Regions from separate parts of the Mus musculus genome. Here region 1 is linked to region 2. A link is a contact called in public Hi-C data. All regions are on one chromosome and are shown on one strand. The core of a region is the stretch at or near the end of the contact, and the rest is flanking DNA. Distances in the headings are between cores, read along the strand shown.

The links. Hi-C and Micro-C count contacts between places; a contact is called where the count stands out from the background.
Region 1: a Hi-C map of rod photoreceptor shows a contact between it and region 2, with 5 times the contacts expected there. The contact joins the promoter of Rbak here to the promoter of Usp42 in region 2. A contact is called at or near these places in 1 of 39 promoter capture datasets (liver), 8 of 484 Hi-C or Micro-C datasets (brain, cerebral cortex, double positive thymocytes and 5 more), 2 of 115 datasets of contacts at active chromatin or transcription factors (bone marrow-derived macrophages and large pre-B cells) and 2 of 9 other capture datasets (adipose tissue and liver).

Annotation. Positions count from the first base shown.
Region 1 is chr5:143,175,366-143,182,616 of GRCm38.p6, forward strand. It overlaps Rbak (RB-associated KRAB zinc finger), which reads right to left and starts at 5,410. Exons shown (of 5, transcript NM_001045482.2): 1 at 5,184-5,410; 2 at 4,121-4,177; 3 at 1,100-1,226; 4 at 671-766. The coding sequence starts at 4,135. Spdye4b (speedy/RINGO cell cycle regulator family, member E4B) reads left to right here and starts at 5,652. Exons shown (of 8, transcript NM_001384193.1): 1 at 5,652-6,273. The coding sequence starts at 6,256.
Region 2 is chr5:143,730,781-143,738,026 of GRCm38.p6, forward strand. Usp42 (ubiquitin specific peptidase 42) reads right to left here and starts at 1,500. Exons shown (of 18, transcript NM_029749.2): 1 at 1,383-1,500. Gm38737 (a long non-coding RNA gene) reads left to right here and starts at 1,675. Exons shown (of 3, transcript XR_868672.3): 1 at 1,675-3,072; 2 at 3,774-3,927; 3 at 4,278-4,651.

The sequences.
Region 1 (7,251 bases), core at 4,160-6,659, 550 kb before region 2:
CAGTGGGAGGACTCGCAGCAAAGGGAAGCAGGGGAAATAATTATTGGACATATGAAAAAGAAATGTTTTAATATGGCCTGTGTTTGGGAGACCCAGATTGCTATTTCTATCAAATAGTAACCCATCACTTGGGAGATTATACCTTAGACACTTCTGCATTTACGTCCATGGGTCTACGTCTCATGGGAGATTACACCTTAGTCACTTCTGAAATCTTTGCTTTTGTTTGAAACAGTGTGTTTCTATTTAGCCCAGGTTGGCCTTAAACTGTCAGCAATCTGCCTGCCTTACCTGGAGTTTTGGAACTACAGACCTGAGCCACCACATTCAGTGAAATCTTTGCCTTTTGACCCCACACATTAGTAAAAACATTATGAAAGTTTCATGCCCCTCCACCGTGGCTCAGACATTTGTGATATAAAGCGAACGCTCACTCCGGTCAGTCTTGAATCTCCTTTCTGTCCACTCTTTCTGCTGGGGAGACTCACATTCCCTAACCTACTGTCTTCTTCCCTCATAGTTTTTTCCTTAATTGTCTCTTAATTCCAAATACAAATAAACCTGCACGTTTCTGGATTTCCTTTGCTGTAAAGCACTAGGTTTCAGAAGCTTCCCCTACAAAATTAATTTAAAAAGGAACACTTTCTAAAATTTCACTCTATTCACTTACCCAAATGCCTCTGAGCATGGCGGTCACCTTCCACTGTCCAGGGCTCTTCTCCCTGCTCCAACTTAATAATCATGTTTGGCTTGGTAACGTCATACCCTGTTAACAGGAAAAGGAGAAGTGTTTGGACTCACTGGCTGCAGAACCGCTGTGGTATAGGGAGCTCCACCACAAGTTACATAACACTTTGCCTGTGTTTGCCAAGTAAAACCAGAGCCTTTTGTGTATTGGGCTGTAGCTAACACCGCTCACATGCAGGAGGCTCTGGGTTCAATTTCCAGTACCACAAGGGGGAAAGATGTAGGATCTTTCAGTGGAGCAGTAAAGATACCTGATATCTACCCGAAAGGACGAAGTGTCAGCACTTGTTCCTTCAAACTCAAAGACAAATCATTTTAAATTCACAGTGTTTAGGAAGCAAGTGGTCCTCACCCACGGAGACGAGGTTGCTGTAGGTCTCCAGCATCACATCCCTGTATGTGGTCCTCTCCTCAGGGTCCAGCTGCTGCCACTCCTCCTGGGAGAAGGCCACAGCCACATCCTTGAATGACAGTGGGCCCTGCAACGACATGATCAGAATCAGATAGATCACACAGAGCGGGCACCCGAGCTCACTGGTCCAGTTAACCATTAACACTGCATACCTTACTTTATGCTACAAAGCCCGGAAGGGAAACAAACCGTATTGTTGCAGTAAATCTCAGCATCGTATTGTAAACACGTTGTCTTGGCAAACAAAAGCAAAAGCAAAGCTCTGATGTGACAGGTAACTGTCAACTTGACATAACCTAGAGTCATCTGGGAACGGGGTGCAATAGGGACTGTCTAACCAGGTTAGCCTGTGGCAGAGTGTTTCTTATGTTAACTGAGGTGGGAAGACCCACCCACTGTGGGTGGCATCATCCCCTGGACAGAGATCCTGCATTCTGTAAGAGTAGAGAAAGCAAGCTGAGCGCTACCAAGCACGCATTAGTTCAGTGCCCTTTGCTCTTCACTGTGGCTGTAACATGAGCAGCTGCTTAACGTCGCTGCCTTGACATCCAGAGTTGGGGGTCATAACCTGGAACTGTGCGCTAAGCAAACCCTTCTCCCTCAGGTTGCCTCTCAGGGTATTTTATCACAGCGGTTCGGTTCTCTCATTCCACCGTGTGGGTTTAGGGGATTAAACTCAAGTTGTCAGGTGTGGTGGTGGTGGGCCTTTACTCGCTGAGTCATCTGCTGGCCCAGATTTCACCTCCTTGAGCTCTGCATATTTCGTCTGAAAGTCAACAAGCATTTGTAGAGTTTATTTCAGCTTTCAACGCAAACATGTAATAACATGTAACATTAAAAAAAGAGAATAGAATCGAAGCCCAAAGGTGTTACTAGAGTAAGACATACAAGGAAAGGTGGGGCCTCAGAAAAGGGACAGACTGACAAGCACCAGGACGTAGAGGTGGGGCAGAAAGGGAGGTGGAAAGACACCAAGGTGGCACTTTCCTGCAGGCAGCTTCTGACAGTGACAGGGAGGGCCAACTTTAAATTAGGAGTTACTAACCACATATGATTATCTTCCCAATTCAAAAACCAAAGTCCTGGGGTTAGCATGATGGCTCACCCATGTTAGAGTGCTTGTTGCTCTTGCAGAGGACCTGAGTTCGGTTCCCAGCACCCATGTTTGGCAGCTTACAACTGCCTGGTAACTCCAGTTATAGAGCTCTGGCGCCCTCTTCTGGCCTGTTAGCTCCTACATGCACACGGGACACAGAAACTCAAAAAGGCACACAAATTATCAACACAAAAATAATAAATACATATTTAAAAAAAGAAACAGAAAACCACATTCCATTCTTCTAAGAGCAGTGGAAGGCAGATTCCAGTCACAGGAATTTCTCAGTGCTACCTTTTAGGTACAGAGAAGAGTTATGGAGAAGAGAAACCACAGCCTTGAGTCATATAACTTTATCTAGGGGATACTGGTCTGCAGCCAAAACAAACAGCAGACTCTCCAGCAGAGTCCTTGCAGAGCTATCTCATGGGGCTCATGGTTAAAGTACAGGATTTCTTGGACAGCTGTGTGATAAGATCACAGATGCACTGTTTAAAAGAAAACCTCTGTATGAAATAAAAGACCATCTACATGGAATTATTAGGAATATAGATCCAATTCAAGACTGCATCAGACAAACCAGGACATCCATTCAACGCTATCCACACTGGACAGGCTTTTTGTTTCCCTAAGTTGAGCAAAGTACTCCCCTCTGTGAACTCACCACCTCTACTGATGGTTCATCTCAGTGGTCAATGTGATGAGACTCTGAATTGCTGGAGAAATAGACCAAGGGCTAGTCAGTCATTCTTGTGGGGGATTCTCTTGATGAGGTAAACTGGGGCAGGAAAGCCTGCCCACTGTGTGCGGCTTCATTCCCTTGGCTTAGATCTTGGACCATACAAAGACAAGGTGGGCTGAGCACTCACTGTATGAAACCATGTGATTTATTTATGCATAAGACTATGATTCTATGTATGAGACTCTATGAGTCTGTGTACAAGACTATGAGTCTGCATATGAAACTCTATGATTCTATGTATGAGACTTTATAATTCTATGTATGACTCCATAGTTCTATGGACCTGTATGGAGGGAGAGAACGGACTCCCACAAGTTGTGCTCTGACCTTCACGTGCATACTGGACCACACACATGCACACATGTAGGCACATACAAAACAAATTTTTTAAAAACTGTTTAAAAAATGCAACTTTGGAGCAAACGGAATGAAAGATTTCTTTGTATAATTCTTTTGTTTCTCTGTAACTTTTCTATGACTCTATGTTCCAGAGTACTGTCCATCATGGTGGGCATGCTTTCCTCTTCCCTTCCTGACTTCAGAAAATATATACATTTTCAGCTTCCTCAAAGTAAGCTTCTGTGCCCTTCCCACCGTGGTGGACTGTACTCTGCCACTGTGAGCAGAATAAGCCCTTTCTCCCTCAAGCTGCTCTTGTCAAGGTAAATTTTCAAAATGCAAAAATCATCCCAACCTGACTAAAGGAAGATGTCCAAATCCTAGCAAGTCTTTGCCTCCTATAAGGTACAAAAAACGGCACCTCCCACGAGCAGCTGCAGGTGATGGGATGGATACGATTTTCCTTTTTCTAACTCTGCCAAGTAACTCCATTAGCCTAAAGTTATCAGACTGCCTACACAACAGGTCATGACAGCCTGCCACTCGGGTGTATTTTATATTACAATCACCTTTATTCACTCCTTTCTCCACGACCATCCTACTTACTTATTAATTATTCTATGTATGGATGCTCTGCTGCATGTACACCTGCATGCCAGAAGAGGGCGTCAGATCCCTTTAGAGACCACTCCACTACCATTCAAGAACAGACCTTTGAGTAAGTCTTCCAAAATACATTACAAAGGAGTCAGAAAAAAAAAAATTACAAACGGGAAAAACTTACCTTTGATCTGCTCATGTTCTGCTCCTCTTGGGGGAACTGTAGACACTGCTGACTGACCTGCTGGAGGAAAAGCTCGCTGAAATCGGAGATTAACTGGTCTACACAGGGACATGTCTCTCGCCTGGGAACCACCAAGTGAAATCGCAGCTTATACACACTGCAGAGGTGATAGGAAGGAAATCACAAACCTAACTCCAACAGGTGGAATGGGGGGTGGGAGGCGAGGGGGGGCGGGTACAGTTCTATGATGAACACTACGCTGCCTTCTTTTTATCCACGGGCATTTGGTGTAAAGGTGGGGGAAACAAGGGTACTTATTTTATTTCCTATTCAAACTGTTGCAAAATATGTCACAGTGAATGAGGATTCTGGGCACTATATATATATATATCTGGGATCCATGTTCCATGAGGTGACATACATGCAATCCCAACTCTCTGGAGGCGGAGACGGGAGGATCACCCACTACCAGAACAATATGTGCCACAAGGAATCCACGCCTCAAAAAAACTAAAACACAAAAAGGAAAAATGGTCCAGATGGATAGACGTCCGACAAACAGGGATAAAGCGTGGTTTGTTTTCAAACTATCCAACTAAACTTGGTTACTGCTGCATATCTTAAAAAGGGACTAAGGGAAGAAACTAGAAAACAATGGCACTCATTTCAACACAACCTTGATTAAGTCTCACACCTGTCGCAGACTCAGTCTTCCTTCACGAGCAGAAAGAAGTAAAAGCAGATTTTGAGCACTAGACCATTACGATGCCTCAAGGGCAGACTCGGGGGGGGGGGGGACCACAGACAGAGCAAGAGAGCTGATGGACGCTGAGTGACACCGTGGGAATCTGGAGCCCTTGAGTTCTTCAGTGCCTGCACTCTGTCCTCGGGACTGACCGTGCAGCCCAAAGCGATGCAGCTGTCCCGCTGTCAGCCCGACCACCTCGACCCTCCCAGGCGCCGCAAGCTGGGGACAGCGGGGTGCCCGGGTGAACTGACTGGGCACCATCTGTGCCCAGCATCCCTCCCGCAGCCCCGATCGCTCTGCGCCCTCGGGCCTCACCGAGCAGGCGTCTCCGCTGCCCCTGTCAGCCTCCGCGCCGAGCTCTCGCTAGGCCTCCCTAGCCCGCACAGCCGAGTCTGTTCGCTGCCGCCCCGGAAGCTCCGGCCTCGGCCCTGCAGGCTCGGCAACTCCAGCTTAGCGAACGCAAAGGCTGCGGGAGGGAAGGTAGCCTCGACACACCAGACCTGCAGGAAGTCACCACGGCGCAGTGGCCCAGCGCAAGCGCGGGCACGCGCACAGGCCGCGACGCGCATGTGCAGCATCTTCCCGGAAGTCCGAGTTCCAAGGCTCTCCTTTCTCCCCAAGAATTGCACAGAAACTCTGTGTCCCAGACGCCTTCGCGCGCCACTGCATCTAGGGATCCTCGCGCAAGAACTTACCTCCTCCCAGCAGTTTGGGGGAGGTGCTCTGAGAGCAATGGCTGCCTCCAGCCATGCTCTTACCTTCTTGTTTGTCCTCACTCCCTTTGAGCCTGGAGAAACGGCCTGCTGCGTGAAGTCCCAAGTCTTGTCCCTGGCTCAGGACTCCTAAAATAAGAGGAAGATTGTGTTAGAAGGAAAGAAAACTGAGTGTCATTCTCGATTAACCAAACTTCCTTGAAGTACTAGGTACAAGAAATAACCAGCTGTGCTTTACAAAGAAGGAGGCACAAACACTAATGGTGGGTTTCTAGAACATACGTCTAATGCCCAGAAACTCTAAAAAACAGAACCAGAAAGAGAACACAGAAAGAAGAAAACACCTACCTGCAATGTGATCTCTGAAAGGTGATATTTAGGGCCGGGCGACAATGACAGTTTTCAACGATGGTTACATTATGATGAACGGCTCCTCGATTTCTTATTGAATTAATGCAACGACGTTCTTGGCCTAGTTCTTCATAAAGACGTTGGCGTCAAAATTAATAACAAAGCCTGTCAATAGAAAAAGTTCTCTGCGCCGATGCAGAGAGTAACGTTTTCATCCCAGAAGCACCAAGCGCCTTGGAGCGCCAACCCTAGGTAATAAACTGCTGAGCAACCAGCAGGAGACAGAAGCATCACGAATCCCTCTCAGATGCTGCAGGGCACACATGGTCTCAGGAGAAAGGGTGAGCCCTCCTCCTCGGAAGGCCTGCACTGCCATGGGGCACCTTCTCCCAGGTTCTCACCTCACCTGGTCACTGAGGTGCCCACCTGAGCTGGCTCCTATCTCTTAAACCAAAAGCTTCCCTTCCCCGTGGCAAGCAGGGGTTACGTCTCTGAATGAGGGGCCTGGGCTAAACTCCCCAGGTGACAGGGAGATAGGAACACTCTTTTCTCCAGGTTTACATTGCACAGATGGGACTCAGGCCTTTCAGAAAAGGAATTCCTTGCTTGCAGTGAGGACATTCAAGCTCATATAATTTTTGTATTGAGAGAAGATTTCGGTTTGTACACACATACGGAACAAGGGTTGCCAGTCAACAGACTGAGATCCTTCTGCTCTGCACAGATAGGAGAAGCTCAACCTGTGTGGGCCATCCTAGGTCTACTGGCTGGACCAGCAGGCCTACAGGCTTTCAGCTCCAAGTCCTGACCTAGGGCTCTATTGCCTCAGGCTTTAGAAACTAGACACTTAACGTCCTAGCCTTTCACCCACCAGTGACCCTGGCACCCGGCAGTTGTTGTAATATGTGGCCTCCAGCAGAAGCAGCAGGCAGCAAGTGTCCCTGCTAGTGATAATGATCCTAGATGGACATCAGGTATAGTGAGTGACCTCTCAACTACTACAGACAGGACTGGAACAGCTCTTGAGTCCAAGGTAGATTCATAAGTTCCCCAGGTGACAGGGTTGTTCTCTTCCTTGAGGTTTGCAATGCATAGAAAGGGGCTCTTGGGTCTTTCAGAAAAGGAAGTTCTTTCTTGAAACAAGGGCAGAAAGTATATGTAACTAAAAAGGAGAGAGAGAGAGAGAGAGAGAGACAGAGACAGAGAGAGAGAGACAGAGAGAGACAGAGAGAGACAGAGACAGAGAGAGACAGAGACAGAGACAGAGAGACAGAGAGACAGACAGAGACACAGAGAGAGAGAGAGAGAGAGAGAGAAAG
Region 2 (7,246 bases), core at 250-2,749:
ACTGAAGAAATAAGGTCAACGCATTAAAAAAAACCTGTTATGCGAACTCTTCATAAACAGTATTATACAAGTTCTGGTAACATTTCAGTTTTAAGAAACTTTAAAAAAAGACACCACTTGGTTTTTAATTGTATTTTGGTAAACAGAATGATTAGCCGTAAAACTCTGCAAACCAAGTACTTACTGTAGTCTTGAATCAATGATTACAGAAAAGAAAGTGAAACTGTCCCTGAGTAAAAACAAATAAGTGTAACTCATTATTCACAGACCTAAGCATCTGAATGAGTGACATGGTAAAAGCAGAACGTTTAAAATGCATGCTTTGAAGAAAAGTTCTCCTCCATAAACAGCTGTGCGAACCTGGATCCGGTTGTTACTTTGTAAAAGGGGCGTTAACTAGTTTCCCCGACACTTTTTGTTACTTGAGTGTATTTACTTGAAAGAACCACAAACAAGCAAGTCCTAAGGCCTTCAGATATAAAAGAGCTATTCAACAAAAGTAATCTCAACTGTATTCTAGGGAGGTTAAAGTCCTAGATTGTAAAACTTTGGTCCCGTCAAATTTTCATTTCAAACATCTGAATCTGATCCCTCCCACCCGCCCTTTCCTCCAGGTAAGTTGGTTCTCTGTGCCCCAAAAGATAAAGAGCCTGGGGGAGGAAGGCACACTCGCTTTTTCGGAGGGGAAAGAGCTACGGGGCTCCTCCCCCCCACCCCAACACCCCCGGCTGTCCGCCTCTCTTGCGGGTGTCCGCTCCGCTACGGCGTGGGCAACTCGGGTGTTCTGCTGAGGAGCCTAGTGGACTGCGCCCGGGTGGGAAAGTTTGTCGGGGTGGGGTGGGGGCGGGGAGGCCAGCCCGGAGCTCCGAGGGGCGCCCTGGAGCCGGAGGTGGCAGCCACGCGGGGGGGCGGCGGGCGGGCCCCGGACGCCGGCTACGCCGGCTACACTGTCCCGGCGTGCACACGCCCACCCCGGCAGCTCCAAACGCGCCGGGCGGCCCGGTAGCTGCCGGCCGCCCGAGCAGCGGACCGAGGGGGCGGGCTGGGGCCGGTGGGGGTGGGAGCGCTGTGGCCATGGCAACCAGGGGGGTCCGGCCCTTCCGTGCAACCCCGGCGCTGCCTTCGCTGCGAGCCCGCCCGCCGTGGCCACCGCCTCCTGCTCTGCGGGCCTGGCCCGGCCGGGCGGCGGCAGCGCCAGTCCCGCAGCCGTGGGGTCCCCGGGCCGCCCGGCGGCTGTAGAGGGGGCGGCGGGCGAGGGGCCGCGCTAGTCCCGGCGGGCCGCGGCCGGCTGAAGGCGGCGGGGCGGCTGAGGCCGCGAACCAGGGACACGCGGCCCGGCCCCACGCCGGCCTGCAGCGGGCGGGAAGGAGGCGGGAGCTTACCTGACCCGGCTCGGCACTCGCTCCATCCCCCTCGGCCGCCGCCGCCGCCGCCGCCGCACACAGCCCAGCCGCCCGGCGGGGGACAATGACGTGCCTCCATCCGGGCACCGCCGCCGCCGCCTCCGGGTCAGCGCCGCACCCGCAGCTTGCCGGCCGGGCCGCCAGGGGGCGCACCAGGGCCGCGCCCGCACGCGCCGCCGCCACGGCCTCCGCCGCCCAGGGGCCGTCGCGCAAGAGGCGCGGCGCGCAGCTAACGGGCCGGGCAAACGCGGGAGGGGCCGTCGCCCAAGGGCGGCGGGGCGCGGGCTGGCCTCACGCGTCAGCTAAGCGCCGGGCTCCGCCGGAGAAAGCACACTGATTGGTCCGACGCCCTGATTGGCGGGATGCACTGATTGGCTGGGTGTCCGGCAGCAGGGCGGGGAGGGGCCGCTTCCGTTCAGAGTTCCCGGAGTGGCCCGGGTTGGGGCCCTAAAGCCAGTACACCTGAGCTCCCATCCCGGGAGACTCATGCCTCTCCTACGCGTGGCCCTGCGGACTACGGTGGCGAGGCCACTGGGCTCTGCGATCCACGGGCCCTCACCGCGATGGGGCCTCCGCTGTCTCTACCTTACGTAGCCCTGCCAGGCTAAAGAGCAGACCATGCACCCCCCTCAACGTCTCACTTCAAGTCTTAGCTCTCCAGATTGAGGCAACTGCGCCCCAGTCCTACAGTCATGCTTCTTGTTACTTCCTGGATCCTGAGGCTGGACAAAGTAGTTCATCCTTGTATTCTCTCCCCTCCAGCGCCTGCCTGTGGTACCCATTTAGTACACACCCCTGAAGAGCATTCACTGCTGATCAAAACCTTTCACCCCCTAGACCACCAGTTCACTACACCCTACTGACCTAAAGAGCTGTGGTCCTGCCCACCACCCACTTGCCTTCTCTCTCACTAAGCCTAGTCTAACTGACTCCTCCAGCACTCCACTCTGGTTTCACTATACTCTTGTGGACACAGTTTTTTGTTTTATTTTAAAACACAGATCAGAAGAAGAAGCTAAGCTCTTTAGCTTGGGCATTAAAAGTCCCATTTTAATGATTCCCAGTACAGGTGAGTCTGAGACAGGAGAATCACAAGTTTGAAGACACCCTGTGCTACAGAAGGACTCCCAGTCTCAAAACAAAACACCCAACTCCATATTTCCTTTTTCCTTTCATTTATTCCAGCCACAGCATGCTATGTTAAGCTTTTAACATTATAAAGAGGTCAGGAGCCTATACCTACTCATGCTACCAACTTCATTACAGTCCCTATAGGTTGGCTATAAAATGTCTATTGAGTATTTGGAGCAAAAAACTCAAGTACTTTGAGGAATTAAAAAGGAGAAAGAGAATCCTAGTTGCTCACATTTCAGCATCTCCTGTCAAAATTAACACCACAACTTTTTTCTTTACAAAAAATGGTTATGGAATTTCACCACTGTAGACCATTATTAAGAGATTTGCAAAAGGTAAAATAACCCATGTCTGTGATCCTAGAATTCAGCAGCTTAGGCAGAAGGATTGCCATGAGTTCAAGCCAGCCTGGACTACAGAGTAAAATCCTGTCTGTAATCCAGGTCAGCCAAGACTATAGACTGAGACCCCATCTCAAGGAAAATGACCAATTTGTGCGACTAGAACTACCTGCTCAGTACTTTGCCTTTTCCAGGTAATTAAATTCAAATGCTGAGGAACTGAGGGACTAGTTATCTAGCTAAACGTTATGGTATTTCAGAACACTTCCCTTTGAGGTCCCAGAAGTTTACCCCGCCCCTGTTGGGATTTATTAAGAATGGGGTTTGGTGTTTGTTTTTAGAGGCAGGGTCTTATTCTGTATAATGGCTTTAAACTCTACAACCTCTGCCTCAATCTGCAAGTGCTGGGCTTACAGATTTAAATGAGGGAAGAAAGAGAATTTGGCCCCAGTGGACAAAACATTCTCAAATGGCCCTCACTTCTGCTTTGATTTTACACAAAGTTTGATGTTCTTTAATTCAGGTCACCTTAACAATTTGACTATAAAAGCATTTTGTGTGTGTGTGTGCGTGTGTGTGATATGTCTGAGTGTGTGTATGTCAAAAACAGGTCAACATCAAGTGGTTTTTTTTTTCAACTGCTACCATATTTGTGTAGTATGTGTATGGACACACTTGCAGGTGTGCATGCTCATTAGGAAGTCAACTGTTAATAGCTCTCATATTTCCTCTGTGTGTGTGTGTGTGTGTGTGTGTGTATGTGTGTGTGTAGAACAGAGGTTAACATTTGGCATCTTCGTGTGTCACACTGAACTGAGAGCTTGGTTAGATGGCATCCATCAAACCCCTGAGATCCACATGTCCTGTGCTATGTCCCCTCTCTACTCCCTGGAAGTGGAAGGGCAAGACAGCATCTACAGAAGACCACTGCAACTATGCCTGAAACACTGTTCCCGCCGAGAGCACTTCAGGTCGTCTGCTGTGGCCTTGGAAAGTAGCTCTCCCAAAGCACAGAGTGCATTCTAGAAGATCGTGCAGACATCTCAGAGGTAAGAGAATTGCCCCCTTGCAATTCTTACCATAGCCACCACTCTAAGCAATAGAGGTATGCCATGGCCGGATCATTCCTTCTCTGACAGCAGGCTTTTTTGAGAAAGGGTATCATATAGTCCTGGCTGGCCTAAAACTAGCTGTGTACCTGACTTTGAACCACAGATCCTCCTGCACCAGTCTCAGGAGAACTGAGATAACTGGGGTGTACAAACATGTACACCATCTGTAGGGTGTGTGTGTGTGTGTGTGTGTGTGTGTGTGTGTATGCATGCCAGAGGAGAACTTCAGGCATCACTAGATCCTGTTTTGTTTTGTTTTGTATTGTGTTGTTTTGTTTTTGAGACAGTGACTTTCACTGGCCTGGAACATGCCAAGAAGGCTAGACTCATTGGCGATAAAGGCTTTACCACCTCAGACCTAGGCAAGCAAGTCCATGTCACCACAGCTGCATATGAGTTATGGCCATCTATCTCAGTTCTTACTGCTTGGCAGAACTTTACTGGAGGATCGGTGGACAGATCAGTGAAATGGCTAAGTAGTTTGAAAAGGCGCTTGCTGAAAGCCTCAGGGCCTGAGTTAGATTTCTGGGACCAACTTAGAAGAAGGAGAGAACTAATCTCCTCCAGTTGTCCTGTGATCTCCGCCACAAGCATGCTGCAGCAGATGTGCAACACCCCCAACACCAAATAAATGTAAAACTGTTTCAATAAAGGACCCATCTCCTTCATCCACGGTTACATTTCTTGGGACAGGGTCTCACTTTGTGGCCCAGGCTAGCCTAGAACTCAAAGCAATCCTCCTACCTTAGCTCCCTGAGTGCTGGGTATGCAAATATGAAACACTAGATGTAACTTACAACTTGTATCTTATGACATTTGACATCATCCTGACCAACTTTGCAGACTTGGGGAGACTCCCCCTCTTACAGAAGCTGACTCTGTTGAAAGACAGTTTATATACCAAGAGGATGTCTTCCATCCACAAAGCAAACTAGCTGATGTTCTATTCACAAAAACATCCTTACCCCACTCACTGTCAAATATGTATGTTGCTACCACTAAATCATGAAAAACAAGTGACAGGCAACTATGTCTTCACTAAAATTATTACAATTTGTCAGTGCTATCTTGCCTAACTGCCTATGTTACTTTTGTTTTTGTTTTTGTTTTGTTTTTGTTTTGTTTTGTTTTGTTTTTCAAGACAGGGTTTCTCTGTGTAGCCCTGCCTGTCCTGGAACTCACTTTGTAGACCAGGCTGGCCTCGAACTCAGAAATCCACCTGCCTCTGCCTCCCAAGTGCTGGGATTAAAGGCATGCACCACCACGACTGGCGCCTATGTTACTTTTAATAAAAAATGCCAGTAAAGATTATTCCTAAGACGCTCCCAAAATCCTACTTTTGTTGTTGTTGCTGTTGACAGTCCAGACTAATCCTGGAATACTCTTTGTTTCTCAGACTAAATCAAACGTAAGCATCTTGAATTTTGGGCTTACAAGCCCATACCTCACAGTGCTTTTTGTCTTCATTCTAATGCTTATTCCAACCTGGCACCCGCCTGACCCAACTGACACGGATCAAGGCCCTGTTGGGCAGAGCTGCTGTTACTTCCTTCCAGAGCTCCTACAGAGCTGCCTGGAGCTATGATGTCTTTATCACCCCGCCTCTGACACCTGCATCCTTAATATACTACAGGTTATCTGGAAAGGGGGCAATAAGACAGCAGACACACCAAGTGATCAACTTACCTCAAAACTGGAGGAAGTAATGTAGAAGACTCGAGGAATTTTCCTCAACTGGGGAGATGTAATTGGTTGCAGGCCGGCAATAGACTTAACCCTGAGGGTCAGCGGTCTTCAGGCCTGGTGGTGTTGGTCCTGAGGGCTGCCTTCACCAATGAGTCTCCTAGAGAAGCACAGAGGTGAGCTTGTCATTATGAAGGATGACCCATCAGGTCAAGGGCATTGCTCTAAGCTTGATGACCTGAATTCCATCCCTACAACAGCAGAAGGAGACAAGTGCTGTACGATTGTCCTCTAACCTCTAGCACACTAGAAATGTAATGGAGCCTTTCTGAAAGGAAGACACAAGGATGATGTAACCCCTGAGCTTAGAGGATAGAGTGATTCCCTAGGATGCAGAGAACCATGGGTCCCCTCTCCATAAACAAATCAAGGGCAAATAGTAGCTGGGACTTGTAATGCTCAGACTCCGAAGACAGGAAGCACTACTTCAGGAGTTCAGTCTTATTGTGAGCAGCGCAGTGAGCCCATGGCCATCCTACATGGTGACCTGAGAACATGAAACATTAAAAGGCTCTGCCCCAGAATCTCAGAGGGGAGGGAGGAGGCGGGAGAGGAGGGAGAGGTGCCAGGGGACAGCCTCTGGTGTTGTCCCTAATCTTTCATCTTAAAAAATATATATTTTTTTCTGTGTATGGGTATTTTGCTTGTATGTGTTTAAGTGTACCGCGTGCATTTCTGGTGCCTGCAGAGGCCAGAAGAGAGCCCCAGATCACCTAGAGCAGGGGATACAGGTTGTCGTAAAGTGCCTTGTGGGTGATGGGGACTGAACCAAGGACCTCTGGAAGAGCCCTGAGTGTTCTTTACCACCTAACTGTCTCTCTAGCCCCACCTTTCACCATTTGTAAGTGGTCTCTTGCTGTCTACTGTGTATGCTAAGCTAATTGCCCCAGCAGACTGTTTCTGGTCTCTGCCTGCCTTCTCACGGTACTGAGCCTAGAGTGCTGGCCCCTCACCTCAGCTTCACAGCTTCAGCAGACTTAAACTGAAATATAAAAGGCGGGTCCTCATGCTTGTTGACACAAGTTTTTACCCATAAATTCCTCTTCTCAGCTTCCCAGTCCCCATTTTTGATAGTCCAGGCTAATCTGAAACATCCTGTGTTTCCCAAGCTAACCTCCAACTAGTGAATTCCCTGCTTGAAGCTGCGGAGTCTTGGAGTTACAGACCTATTTATTATGCTGCTTTGGGATCTCATTCTGGCATATGCCTCTTCAGCTAGCCTGGGGCCTCACCTTGACCCTGCTCCTGGTGTGATGCAGCGCCCTCTCTGTGTAGGATCTGTGACTGTGTGACCATATTCCTAACAAGTCTTCCCATGCCCTCCTGGGGCTGTAAGAGTGAACCTAGATCCCGCTCTGACATCTACGCCCTTGGACCTCAGCAGGCATCTAGGAAAAGGGAGATGGAAGACCCACCAAGTGTCCAACTTACCTCAAGAACTATAAGTAGTAATGTGGGAGATGAAGAATGGTCAGAGGTCTTGGGACCTGGTGGCCTTGGTCCCTATAGGCTG